2 separate regions of the Sus scrofa genome follow, and region 2 is linked to region 1. The links are chromatin contacts, called in public Hi-C maps. All regions are on one chromosome and are shown on one strand. The core of a region is the stretch at or near the end of the contact, and the rest is flanking DNA. Distances in the headings are between cores, read along the strand shown. Region 1 overlaps ZNF507 (zinc finger protein 507). Region 2 holds the start of RGS9BP (regulator of G-protein signaling 9-binding protein).

The links. Hi-C and Micro-C count contacts between places; a contact is called where the count stands out from the background.
Region 2: a contact with region 1 is called in a Hi-C map of liver, with 5 times the contacts expected there. The contact joins the promoter of RGS9BP here to the enhancer-like site in region 1. A contact is called at or near these places in 2 of 5 promoter capture datasets (fetal liver and liver) and 2 of 47 Hi-C or Micro-C datasets (alveolar macrophages and liver).

The regions. Positions count from the first base shown.
Region 1 is chr6:42,287,268-42,290,476 of Sscrofa11.1, forward strand. It overlaps ZNF507 (zinc finger protein 507), which reads left to right. Exons shown (of 6, transcript XM_003127012.5): 4 at 2,563-2,677. Among named protein-coding and RNA genes, the nearest start is that of ZNF507, 15 kb to the left of the region's middle. Within about 2 kb of position 1,649, at least 9 of the 83 cell types and tissues checked have an H3K27ac peak or open chromatin away from gene starts, as enhancers often do. A contact at or near this core is called in liver, where this site is marked.
Region 2 is chr6:42,558,453-42,561,661 of Sscrofa11.1, forward strand. RGS9BP (regulator of G-protein signaling 9-binding protein) reads left to right here and starts at 1,607. Exons shown (of 2, transcript XM_021094272.1): 1 at 1,607-1,742; 2 at 2,329-3,209. The coding sequence starts at 2,516. ANKRD27 (ankyrin repeat domain-containing protein 27) reads right to left here and starts at 1,474. Exons shown (of 28, transcript XM_021094271.1): 1 at 1,318-1,474.

The DNA of each region.
Region 1 (3,209 bases), core at 399-2,898:
GGGAGCTGCAGCTCTGATTGGACCCCGAGCCCAGGAACTTCCATATGCCATGAGTACGGCCCTAAAAAGAAAAAAAAAAAAAACAAAAACATGTTCTATGAAAATGTCTTTAGCCATTTAATAAACATATTAAATAAGAGGAAGGAGTTCCCGTCGTGGCGCAGTGGTTAACGAATCCTACTAGGAACCATGAGGTTGCGGGTTTGGTCCCTGCCCTTGCTCAGTGGGTTAACAATCCGGCGTTGCCGTGAGCTGTGGTGTAGGTTGCAGATGCAGCTCGGATCCCGGGTTGCTGTGGCCCTGCCGTAGGCCGGTGGCTACAGCTCCGATTCAACCCCTAGCCTGGGAACCTCCATATGCCACGGGAACAGCCCAAAGAAATAGCAAAAAGACAAAAAAAAAAAAAAAACAAGAGGAAGATGTGTGCTTCTGGGGTTCCCAGTCTCTGTCTGTCATGCCAGCAAAGATAACTTATGGCATGTTTTTGACTCAGAGGTCCAGTGTAATGGTACCTCAGACGTCTCATTCTGCCAGGTATACCCATCTTGAGCTAGATAGTGTGCTGAGGGCTTGGGGTGCAATGGAAGTGTCACTGCCTTCGAGGTGCCCAGCCCATTGAGGAAGACAGGTGCCCTCAGAGAGCCGTGGGCAAAGCAGTGGTGTTTCTTCATGAATGTAAATAAATTGCCAAGCCCTGGGGATTCTGTGCAAGCAGAACAGACCGATTCCTGCCCTCAAGAAGTCTCCAGCTAGTGACAAGTCAGACTGGATGCAGACGTGCACGTAGTGTCCAGACTGCAGGGAAGGGAGACTACAGAGTGTTCCTGGGCTTAAAACCAGGCTGGGAGGTTCTAGTATTTCCAGTTTGTAGATGAGACAGCTGAGTCCTCAAGAGGTAAAATAATTTGCCTGTGATCAGTCTGGTACTAAGTGGCAGAGCGAGGACTAAACCCAAGTTTTTGAACTTTCAGTCCAATCGTCTTTCCATTGGAAACAGTTGCTAGAAGTAGCACAGGCTCTTATTCTGTGCTATATTAAGTTTTTCCATCTGTCATTTTTATTAGTTGTCATTGATCTGTAATATTTCTCACACAAAACCATTATCCAATATTTCACACTTCATTTTTTCAAAGTTTTTTTAAAACTGTATTTGGAACAGTGCCACTTATAATCAAGTCCAAGTTTTTAACCTACCAATTAAGAGCAATACTTAGATTATAATTATGATTAGTGTGTGTATTAATGTTACAGATTTATGCCAGGAAATTAGGACATTTTGTTCTGCCTGGCAGAAGTAGTTATTAGCAGAAGAAAATTTCAATTTTAGAAAGCTTAAATTTAACCTAAGGATTTTCTTTTGTTAAATTTCTGTGTAGGTTCTCTTTTGTACCACTTCCGTGCACTGTGTGCTAGTGTTCTACCTAAGTTTTCTTCCTGTTCCATCCTGTTCTTCAGCTTCTATGCTTGCTTTGTTTCTGAATATAAAGCAGTCAGGCTGTGAGTGGCCTATGGACTTTGTGCTGACAGAAGAGTAAATAAATAGTTGAATATCCGTCAGGAACAGTTTCATATGATCAAGTCATTCTGTTTGTATTGCCGTAAGGTTACCTTGATTTGAATTACCCAGCCCTGTTGCTGCAGAGTGAGTTTAGTAACATGGCCTGTTTCCATGGACCCGTGTTTCCTGTATTTCAGAGCGCTTCATATCCATGTTAATCCTTGTAACCTGCCAGTTTACTAAATATAATTATACCATATTAAATAGCACTTAATAATTTGCTGTTGCTTTCTCTTGTTGCATTGATAGCTGGCAGTTATAAACACAGGAAACCTACAGAGTTAAAAGGCTTTGGGCTTTTTGTATTGAATTTGTTACATATGCTTTGTCACCATACTTTAGAATAATAGATTATAGTATTAAATTACAGCTTGTTGGCAAATCAGTGTTTCCTTTTGTTTTTTTAGGGCCGCACCTGCAGCATATGGAGGTTCCAAGGCCAGGGGTCAAATCTGAGCTACAGCTGCCAGCCACAGCCACAGCCACGCAGGATCCGAGCCACATCTGCGACCTACACCACAGCTCACAGCAACACTCGATCTTTGACCCACTGAACAAGGCCAGGGATCCAACCCACAACTTCATGGTTCCTAGTTGGCTTCGTTTCTGCTGTGCCACGACTGGAACTCCATTGTTTCTCTAAGACAATATATCCAATATTGCTTATATTAACACATTTCAAGTTGACAGTGTTATCTCTGGTTAATTCAGCAGCTTCTGTCAGCAGGGCAGCTGGCATCAGGCTTACTACATTTTAGAATTTTGTACAAGGTTATGTAGAAGCCAACCCAATATATCTGTGTTTACAGAGAAAATGACGTTCACTCTGCATCCACTGATGGCTCAGATGCAGGTGAACCTGTAAGGCTCCAGTCAAACTTATTAATTTTGTTAAACATTGAGGAAGCTGTGATTGAAATGTTAATACTGTATGGTATAAATACATTTACAATGGAATGTAAATGCTGTCGCACATCGCTAAAACTCTGAAATACCTTGTCTAGGGAATAAGTCTTCGGTCCAGAAACAGTACAGATGTGATGTGTGTGAATATACAAGTACTACGTATGTTGGTGTCAGAAACCATAGACGAATCCATAACTCTGATAAGCCTTACAGGTAAGTGTGATGATCCTAGAGTGGTTTTTTAGTTGGTTGGTTGTTTTTGTTTGTTTGTTTTTTGCTTTTTAGGGCTGCACCTGCGGGATATGGAAGTTCCCAGGCTAGGGGTCAAATTGGAGCTACAGCTGCCAGCTTATGCCACAGCCACAGCAATGCAGGATCTGAGCCGCATCTGCAACCTACAGCACGGTTCACAGCAACACCGGATCCTTAACCCACTGAGCAAGGCCAGGGATCAAACCTACAACCTCATGGTTCCTAGTAGGGTTTTCTTCCTCTGTGCCACAATGGGAACTCCAAACTTAGAGTTTTAATATTTGTATCTAAGTACTGTATAGTACAGAAAAATTAGAAGCAAATTAAAAATTCATAGCACTTGTTTTAAACACAGGTTAAGTGCAAACTTTTACCTTCTAGTTTTATAGGTATTGTTTAGTTTGTTAAAGAATATGAATTTTAAGCCTGAGTCTTAGGATAATAGGCATTTTGTTTGTCTAGTTACAATATAAGAAGATATCTGCATCCATCA
Region 2 (3,209 bases), core at 357-2,856, 270 kb after region 1:
TCTTTAGGGCTGGTGGGAGAGTGCATTTTTTTTGTTTGTTTGTTTTGGTTTTTTTGTTTGTTTGTTTTTTTGCTATTTCTTCGGCCGCTCCCACGGCATATGGAGGTTCCCAGGCTAGGGGTCGAATCAGAGCTGTTACTGCTGGCCTACGCCAGAGCCACAGCAACGCGGGATCTGAGCCGTTTCAGCAACCTACACCACAACTCATGGCAACGCCGGATCCTCAACCCATTGAGCAAGGGCAGGGACCGAACCTGCAACCTCATGGTTCCTAGTCGGATTCGTTAATCACTGAGCTACGACGGGAACTCCGAGGGTGCATTTCTTAATCAAAATAGAGGCTTCTCTTGGAGTTCCCTAGCATCTCAGCCAGTTAAGGATCCATAGTTGTCACTGGTGTGTCTCAGGTCACTGCCCTGATGCAGGTTCCATCCCTGGCCAGGAAACCTCCACGTGCCAGAGGCACAACAACAATAACAAACACCTTTCTCCCTGAAATCCACAAACCTGGAAAATCCCAGACCACATGGCAAATTAGTAGTCCCTACAGTCACCCCTGCCCATCATTCCCTGAATATCCCAACTCCTCAATGAAGAAACGCTTCTTGCTCTGGTGGTCCTGCACCGATGGGGAGTGCCCACGTCCCCATTAGTGGCCAGAGCGGCATGGCCTGGCTGGTGCGCCTATGGGCAATCCATTTTCAACGAAAAGAACTGAAAAGATTCAGAGTCTGGAACACCTCAGGGTGGTTAAGAGTTTTCCTGTAGTAATCTTTACCAGGCAGGAAGAGGAGACCCCGCGCCATGAGGCAGGCAAGCAGGGATACCCTCCTCTCTCCCTCGCGCTTTCATCATCCCAGGTACCACAACTGCCCGCGGCCCGAGGTTCCGGACCCCCACCCACGGCCTCCCATCCAATCGCCCGGCCAGATCTCCCTTAAACCACAGACGCCTCCAGAGAGCGACAACCCTGCCCACGGCCCCCAAGTCTGAGCTCCCGGGATCCCGGATCTACGGACCTGTCCTGAAGACGTGGGGTCAGAGGGCGCATTCTTCGCCAACCCCACCCCTTCCTTGCCCCGCAAACATACAAGAGAGGCAGAGCTGCGGACGGGACGAGGAGAGTGCGGAAGGGCAGTCCACCGGACGACGCGCCGGGGCTTTGGGGGCTGCCAGCAGAGCGTGGGGCGCCGGCGGAGGAGAGGAACGAGCCCCTCCCCCTTCCCGCTCCGGGGCCCCGCCCGGCCTCCGGGCCCGGAGGCGCAGCCAGCCGGAGGGAAGGGAGGCGCGGGAGGAGACAGGCAGGAGGACACTTACTTAAAAGGCTACATAGTTTCACTTTCTGCCCTTCCCGGAGCGAAGCCAACACCTGCCGGCCCCTCGGTTCGGACCTCAGGGACCACCACCCAGCGCCACGGCTCTGCTCCACCGCCCACCCCCTTACTACGCCGTTGGGCGGGTCCGCGCCTAAGGCCCCTGGTCAGCCCAATGAGAAGCCGTCTTTATTCAGAGTGACGTGTGCGCAGAGCAATCACTGAGTCCGCCCAGCCGGGGGTGGAGCTCACCTCGGCTCACAGCACTTCCTACTTAGGCTGGACAAGCCCAGAGCCGTCGACTGCGCGTGCCCGGAACGGGAGGGGGCGGGGCCGAGAGCAGATCTGACACAAGAGGTGGGGCCCAAGCTCCGCTGCGGGAAAGACGGTGGAGCCGGGACGGTGAGGTCCGGGAGCCGTCCCGCCCAGGTGACCACCCTTTACTGCTTGCTTTGGAGGATAAAGGTGCCCAGTCCTACGAGGCATTCCACTCTCGTCGCTGGCAGGGTCTAAGAGTCAGAGTCCCTGAGTTCTAGCCCCTTCACTTGCATTAACGTCGCGTGACCTAGACCCCCCCTTTTTAAATCTGAGCCTCAGTTTCCCCTTCCGCAAAATAGAAGAGGGTTGGATCTGTCAAGTGCTAATATTCCAGACCGTAATGGGGTTCGGAGAAGGGGGAGATGAGGGGCCTACACGTGACCTCCCCGCGTGGGGCCCCGCCTATCCCTGGTCCCGGGGATGGAAGCGCCTAGCGAAGACCGGCGGGGTGGGCGGATCCTAAGAAACCCGACCCGGCCGCCCTTAGCAGCGGCTAAGGCGGATCGCGAGGCTCCGCAGCCGGCTAGCCCTGGCTAGGGTACTGGAGGAGGATGGGGACCGCAACTTGGACTTCGCAGGTGGCTACTATGGAGGCGATGGCTGCGCAGAGATTGGGCGTGTAACTAGGAGGGCACCTGGGGAAGATGTAGCGGGCGGTAGACTGCTAACAGGGCTCCCTCTCCGCGCCAACCCGCAGAAGCGCACGTCGTGTGTCCTGAGTGGCTCTGTCGACCGAAGCTGCCGCGCCAAGCTCCCCTCAAGCCATGAGGAGTGCGCGGGCCGCCCGGCCCGGAGACGCCGTCGGGGCTGGCTGCGTCCTGCTACGGTGAGGACGTGAGGCTGAGAGGGGCGCAGGCGGCTGGGCTGCGCGGGAGAGCAGCGCCATGGCGAAGGAGGAGTGCAAAGCGCTACTGGACGCGCTCAACAAGGCGACCGCATGCTACCACCACCTGGTGCTGACCATTGGCGGCTCAGCGGACTCGCAGAACCTACGAGAGGAGCTGCAGAAGACACGACGGAAGGCGCAGGAGCTGGCGGTGACCATCCGCGCCCAGCTGACTGCCCCGCTGCGCGACCGGGGCCTGGGTGCAGAGGAGCGCGCCGAGTTCGAGCGCCTCTGGGTGGCTTTCTCCGGCTGCCTGGACCTCCTGGAAGCTGACATGCGGCGTGCGCTGGCCCTGGGCACCGAGTTTCCTCTGCACGCGCCGCGGCGGCCGCTCGTGCGCACCGGGATGGAAGGCGGCGCGACGGGCGTAGCGGCGCGCGCCCTGAGCGTCCGCAGCCTGCGGCACGAAGCGGAGCGGGACTTCGACGTGGAAGACCTGCACCAGCTGGAGCGGGAGATCCTTCAGGTGGGCGAAATGATCCAGGACATGGAGATGAAAGTCAACGTGCCCCGCTGGACCGTGCAGGCCCGGCAGGTGGCGGGCGCCGAGCTCCTCTCTAGCGCTAGCGCGGGCGTGTCCTCTGTGGGCGGCGTGTCCGTAGAACAACGCACCGGGCCCTGCGACCTGAGCAAGGCCCTGGCTGCCACCATCTTCAGCGCCGTGCTGCTGGCGGCTGTGGCCTTGGCCGTGT